2 separate regions of the Delphinus delphis genome follow, and region 2 is linked to region 1. A link is a contact called in public Hi-C data. All regions are on one chromosome and are shown on one strand. Each heading gives the region's core, a stretch centred on a gene start, on an enhancer-like site or on the middle of the called end of the contact. The rest is flanking DNA. Distances are from core to core; before and after follow the strand shown.

Region 1 (3,363 bases), core at 393-2,892:
CCAATATTGGGTTACCACTTTATACACACTTAAAAGGTCCTGAATTTAATTCAGTATGTGACTCAACTTCCTTTAAAACCATCTGCCCCTCCCGAAGTCCCCACCTCTTTCAGTGGAGCCACGACCCCACCCATCGATATAAACTGAAAAACTTTATCCTCCATGCTGGTAAATTCCTTTCTGTCAGAGGGGATTTTGTACGTGGAAAGATAGTCACCACTAACTGTAAGTCATTTAATGTCCAACTGACTAATCTTATACATTTATCGATTAGCATTCTTTTAACCATTAAATAGTCAACATTTCCCTTATTAATCACATGCTGCTTAAACAACAAATGAGTCAATATTTAGGAATTTACCCCCAAAATTTCCCCAATTATGAAAAGAGATTACAAATAACCCTTGTAAGAATTAAAATCTCAAGTCTGATACAGAAGCTTTCTTAAAAGTTCTAAAAGGATCCACAAAATATAACTATATATATATATATCTTTACATCTAAACTGGTTGCAAAATGTGAATATCACAGATTTAACGCGTCTGTATTTTACAACATGCTCATTCTCACACCTTCTCAGCGCTCCAGTTTTAACATACCGTTCTAGGGTTTCAATAACTCACCCAGTAAAGTTTTTACACCTCCCTAGGTTTAAGGATCTTATCATGCCCTCGCCCCCTCCAAAAGAGAACGCAATTTCTGATCGGCAGACTGAAGGTCCAGAGTTGTGAACCCGTGGGTTTGGCCTGGGGACGCGGGACTTGGCTCTGTAGTCTGTCAACTCACACCCGACCTCCTGGCGTCAGGTTCCTCCCTTTTCATTCTCAAGGTACGTATCTTACATCAGGTGTTGGATAAAAGTGCTGCTTCTATTGCTATTATTGGGCCATTTTGTTGTGATCGAGCGAAAAACAGGTATTTCTTTAAGGTCATGAAATCATATTGATTTCTCCAATGTAATAGCTTGTATAGTATTTTACTCTCCCTTTCTAAGGTGATTTTGTCAACTACTAACAGTCTCCTAAATTGACACTTCATATAGTCAGTTACAAACTGGCGATTTTGATTTCGAAACACTTCTTGTGCAGGCCTCTGCTCTACCCCCCTCCTCGCCCCTAGCCCAGGTCCCACTGCGGCTGATCGCGGCCCCCCACCCAACCCCGAGAGGCTCCCCGGGCCGGGCAGCGAGGACGCCCTTCTCGCGAGCCCGCTCTGCCCGACCGGAGCCCCTCCAGGGCGGCAGCCGCGTCAGTCATCTCCGGGCCTCCAGCCGGGAACACAGGGTCAGACACCGCTGGCCGAATCACTGAGCGAGTGGGAATAACAGAAGAGCGACTTTCCTCCCCGCCACGCCCTCCTCCACCTGGGGACCAAGGTCCGGTTTCCTCTCAAGAGTAAGACCGGAGACGCAAGTCCCTCCCACACTCGTTCGCGCGCAGGAGGCGGGGTCGCGCGGCAGGAAGCTGGCGCAGAGAGCGCGACTCTCCAGGTCCCGCGCCCGAGGCCCTCTAGATTTTCCCTCCCGGCGCGCGCCGCTTACGTCACAGCCTCGCCTCTTCCCTCCTCTCACCCGCCCCCTCCACCCGCCTCCAGGTGACCCGGAAGTTGTATTTGCGACCCTGCTTTCCTTCTCCCACAATCCCTCCCGGCCTTCCTTTCTAACCCCGGACGAGCAAGGTGAGTATGTGCGCTCGGTGCCGGCTGCAGGAATCCGGCGGCATCCTCGCCCCGGATTGTGTCGACTAGGACAGCGGGCTCTCTCTTGACCCGGCACGGGGCCCCGCGTTCCGACGGCACGGGAATCTGCCCTGCATTTAAGGGCTCCCGGAGACTGGGAGAGAGAGTGGCCAACCTTAGGAGAACCCGGGCCGCAGGGGTTTCCGGGGCGGGGGCACCTAAGGGGCGCGGATGCTTGGGCTGCGCGGGGTGGCCGGCTTGGCTTTGTCCAGACCTGGGGCTTCAGGGGCCTCGCCGGACCCGCTCCGAGGGCGGCTGCGTGAGGCCGGGCCGGGAGGGAGGACTTGGCTTGGGTTTGTCCCACTCGCTCTGAGCCTCGTTGTTGCCTGGGCTTAGATGGCTCCCGCAAAGAAGGGCGGCGAGAAGAAGAAGGGCCGGTCCGCCATCAACGAGGTGGTGACCAGAGAATACACCATCAACATTCACAAGCGCATCCACGGAGTGTGAGTACCCCTGCGGTCGTCTATGCCTTGCTGATGGGGGCTCCCGAGATGGCGGTCTGGTTGTCCCTGGGGTCAGTCTAGTCGTCTGGATGCTGTGTGGTCTAGAAATTACGCATTTCTTCAAAAGCTCGTCTGTATTCCGTGGACCCTGTTTAAGGCTTACAGGGGTTAAAGCGTAATGCTCAGAGGTTAATACCTAGACAGATTAGGTTTCTGGGAGAGCCAACTTGGAGAAATACGGTAACGATAAAATCATTTCACTCTGTTTCGCAGTTACACCTTGGCAGGCCTGAAGGATGAAAGATGTGTATATGAGGGGAAGCAAGCTTTTTCGATGTGTCTAGGCCTTAGTAAAGGTAACCAGTTAGCTAAAGCTGTGCCCGGCCCAGAATACGAACACTCCGATGGGCTTCCTTTAGTTCGCTGACCTCCACAGTTGCGTAGTAACATCGGTAAAGCTGTAATGCCGCCAGTGCAGCTGCTGGAGGGACCGGAAAAGAGTGTATCGGTGGGGTTATAGGGCCGTGTTTGTGCCGGCGACACTTGGAGGTTGTGGATTAGTGAGGTGCAAGCATATTGGGAACGATTTGGAACGTGCTGGTTCTTGGTTTTCGTCCCTGGGGTTTGGTGGTTCCCTGTTCTCAAGCTTAGCGAGGCTTCCCGTTTTTTCTGCACATGGTGCTTACTAGTGATGATGGAGACCAAACCTCTTCTTGAATACTGTTACTTGGGGTATTTTTGATAGCATGTGTTGCACTGCAGAATACTGTATTCGGGCACCAGTCCGTGGAGCAGAATTGCCTGCGCTTGCTCGGGCAGTCTCGTATCTGGACAGCCCGTTTTGTGAGGGAGCTCAGTGTGCAGCAGCGTCCGCGTTGGGCCTGGCGTTTCCGGCCAGGCGTTGACCGTGTGCGAGCCAAGGAGTGTCGTGTACGTGGGGTCTCGAGGCTTTTGGGGCAAAAGTCCCGTGCCTTTTTTGTGCATAGATGCTGCTGGTAACCACGTTCTCTTCCCCTCACCCCTTAATTTGAGGGGCGTGCGTATATTCGTTTGGGGAGCATATTAGGCACTTACTGTGTCTTGGGCTCTGTGTATTCAACAGGGAACCAGAGAGCCTGCCTTCCTAGTTTACTTAGTAGGGGAAGTTAGACAAGCATCCAGATACAAAGCGGTGAAAAGTTGC
Region 2 (3,299 bases), core at 180-2,679, 380 kb before region 1:
TCCTGCTCCAATACCGAATTCTCAGATTGTTAGTATGAATTTAAGACTTGATACTCCCAGGGTTTTCCAAGTATGCTATCATATCATATCACCCACAGATAGAAATCTTTTTTTCCAATTCTTTTCTTTTTCCATTCTTACAGTTCCAATTTTTTCTCCTGAGCCTTAATTATTTTCTTCAGAGCTAAGAGTGATGGAATGATGGACAGAAGTTTCTGGGGAGGTGGGAGGGACGGCAGTCTGGAGCACGGGAGGATAGAGTCTTTGACCAAAGTGGGAGAGGCACCTTTCTCTGAGAGACGAGAAGGCAGTAGAGTTCGAGCCTTTGGCTTGTTAATCTCCTCTGGAGAGAGGGATCACGGGGTGGGGGTGGAGGTGAGTGTCGGCCACCGGAAGTAACACGGCTTGGAAACAGAAAAGGGTAAAACAGCGCTCCCTCTAGTGCTGTGGAGGACACTAAGCTTAGCACTGGGCCAAACCCACTCTAAACTAGCCTGGGTCCTGACTTTTCTGATGAAACCAGGAAAATTCATTCAGTTTGCTGCCAAATAAATGAATAACCACATGTTTTAAGTGACCTATAATTCTGTGGGAAGGAGTTAGCTAATCTTAAGAATTCTTATAAATGATTAAATCAAAGCTCCTTGCCTTCAAGCAGTCATTTGATTCACTTTATATCAATGGTTGTGTATATTAGCAACACCTGAGGATCTTTAAGAAAATAATCAGTTCCAGGTCCCATTGCTAGAGATTTAATTTGGGGATGGAGCCCCAGGGTAGCTGCAGTTTTTGGAAGGCTCCCAGGTGGTTCTAATGTAGCCAAAGTTGAGAGTCCAAGTTGAGTCCTAGCCTACCCTATAGATGTGTGGGTCTGTGTTACCTGTGTCTGCTTAAGCTGCCAGGAGGCGGCCACCTAGCTCAGATGTGCAGGGAGGAGTATTGCTTTCATTTAACTCAAATTCCAAGTGCTGCATACACAGAAGCCTGGGGCCCAGCCCCTGTATCTTACAATTCAGTTTGCTGAGTTCTACTCGGTATCTCCAGTGTGCCCCGCAAAGGGCTAAGCACTTCTGCAAATATAAAACGCCTGAGGCTTAACCAGGTGAAGAGACTTTCACCTTTCTGTTTTAGGTAACCCTGCATCATTTTTAGTTGTAACACTGAATCACTGAAACGCGTTTCTAATTCTAACTTCTTGGGCAGAGACCTCAGACACCTTCGTCCCGCGGCGGAAGGCCCCCCGGTCCCGCAGCGGACTGCACCTCGGCCTCAGGGCTCGGAGGCCGAAGACCTGCCCTAATTAGGTAGCGCCCGGGGATTGGCTCAGAGTCGCACTTGTAGGCGCGTCCTGCCTCGCGCACGCGCACACTTTCGCGCCAGTCTGTTGAGAAGCGGGCGCAGGCTCAGAGGAGAGAGTTCGCTTCCCGCTGGCTCCGCCCAGCTCGCTCCCGGGGGGCGGGGCGAAGGCCGGGCTGGGAGAAGAATGGGGCGGCGGCTGCGCGCGTGCGCGGAAGAGAGCTGAGGGGTGGTTAGGCCGTCGCTGGCCGGGCTCGAGGGAGTTGTGAGAAAATGCAGGTGAGCAAGCCGGGGGGCGCGACGTCTGGAGGCTGCGGCCGTTCGTTCGTCCCGCTGGGTCTGCGCCGGCGGCGGGCTGTCCTTGCCAGACCTGTGGGAAGCGCCGGGCCCCGCAGGCACGGGGAGGCCACGCGCGGCTAGGCCGGCGCAGGCGCGGTGCGGACGGGCGGGCGTGGTCCCGCGGGTCCGCGGGCTGGGCGTCGCCACGCCGTGTGTCCCACTCTGGAATCTCAGCCCTGGGGGCTGCCTCTCCTTGAGCTCGTCTCCCGTGCGGCCTGTGAAGGCCTCTCCGGGTCTTAACTGAGAGTTACTTCCTACTTGTTAACTCTCTTAGCGAGCACCTGAGCAGGTGTGTTGTGGACCCCTTCGCGGATGGAAGCTGAGGCTTGCACGAGTGGAGGGTCCCGCCTGGGGGGTGGGGTGTCCCATAACACAACCCGTGTTCTGACTCCACCTAGAGCAGGGTGAGGGGTTATTACACCCTCCCCGCAACGTTGGTGTTCAGGTGGAGAGGTGCGCCCCCTCTGGACTCCCTGGCTTCCAGAGCTCAGCCCGAGGGTCCCGCAGCCCAGTTACTTTCCATCTTAAAATGGATAAAACCACATCCCCCAGTTTTGTTCTTTCATTGTATCAGGAATTTGCTAATGGAATTTGACTAAAACCTACGGAAAAGTGGGAAAAAATGACACCGTGGAAATGGATGCTTTTATGAGAAAATCTCTGACAACTCAATTTGGTCACTGTTGAAGGACCCTTCGCCAGAGTCATTCTGCTGCCTCCCGGATCTCGCTGTGGTCAGGAATCCTGAGGGACTCATCTCTGACTCAGCGGCAAAAGGGAGATGGAGTTAGTATGGGTTTGATTAGGGGCTGGAGAGGACGATCATCTCCGAATCCAGCGCGTCTGGTGAAGAGGAAACTCAGGGCTGCCCTGGCCTCCTTTGCATCCTCTGTCCTTCAGGTCTCGGCTTAAAAACATCGCCTCCTTCCTGACCACCCTGTGGAAAGGATTCTGTTCGTATTTTTTTTTTTTTTCTTTTTTTTTGCTTTACGCGGGCCTCTCACTGTTGTGGCCTCTCCCGTTGCGGAGCACAGGCTCCAGACGCGCAGGCTCAGTGGCCATGGCTCACGGGCCCAGCCGCTCCGCGGCATGTGGGATCTTCCCGGACCGGGGCACGAACCCGTGTCCCCTACACTGGCAGGTGGACTCTCAACCACTGCGCCACCAGGGAAGCCCCTAGTTTTTCTTTTGACATATTTCAGCAAGACTGGGACAAGGAGCTGGGGCTGAGGCCTGGTTATCCCTGTGCCCTTTCCACAACTCCCTGGTTTCATATTCCAGACCGGGTCCGTTAGCAGTGTTCCTGCCAAGCAGTGCCAAACCAGGGTTTGGGCCGCTGGGTTCTGGAGCTAAGAGCCCACTTCGACATTTATCCTTCTGACATTTGATCCTGGTGAATTTGACTTGTTCCAGCCTGGCGCTGTGGCTGTCCCAGGCTTGTGAGGATTAACTAGGTAGATACAGGTAAGGGGCTTCGCAGGGTCCCAGCACCTAGGACTCAGTAAGCAGCAGCCGCTGTGAGCTCTTCCACGGGGTCTCAGCTCTTCCTCTCAGGATTGGGCGTTAGAGAGTCAATCAGGCTCTTTTCCCTCTGATTTTCCTGCAGCCACTCAGGGCTTTAGGATGCTTGATCTCCTCACTCAGGCCCTTTGCACAGGCTGGTC

What was found. A called contact is a pair of places that touch in the nucleus more often than the background predicts.
Region 2: a Hi-C map of lung shows a contact between it and region 1, with 4 times the contacts expected there. The contact joins the promoter of PDCL3 here to the promoter of RPL31 in region 1. A contact is called at or near these places in 3 of 3 Hi-C or Micro-C datasets (lung and muscle).

What each region holds. Positions count from the first base shown.
Region 1 is chr12:7,200,213-7,203,575 of mDelDel1.2, reverse strand. RPL31 (ribosomal protein L31) reads left to right here and starts at 1,642. Exons shown (of 5, transcript XM_060027270.1): 1 at 1,642-1,677; 2 at 2,074-2,180. The coding sequence starts at 2,074.
Region 2 is chr12:7,577,474-7,580,772 of mDelDel1.2, reverse strand. PDCL3 (phosducin like 3) reads left to right here and starts at 1,429. Exons shown (of 6, transcript XM_060027273.1): 1 at 1,429-1,575. The coding sequence starts at 1,570.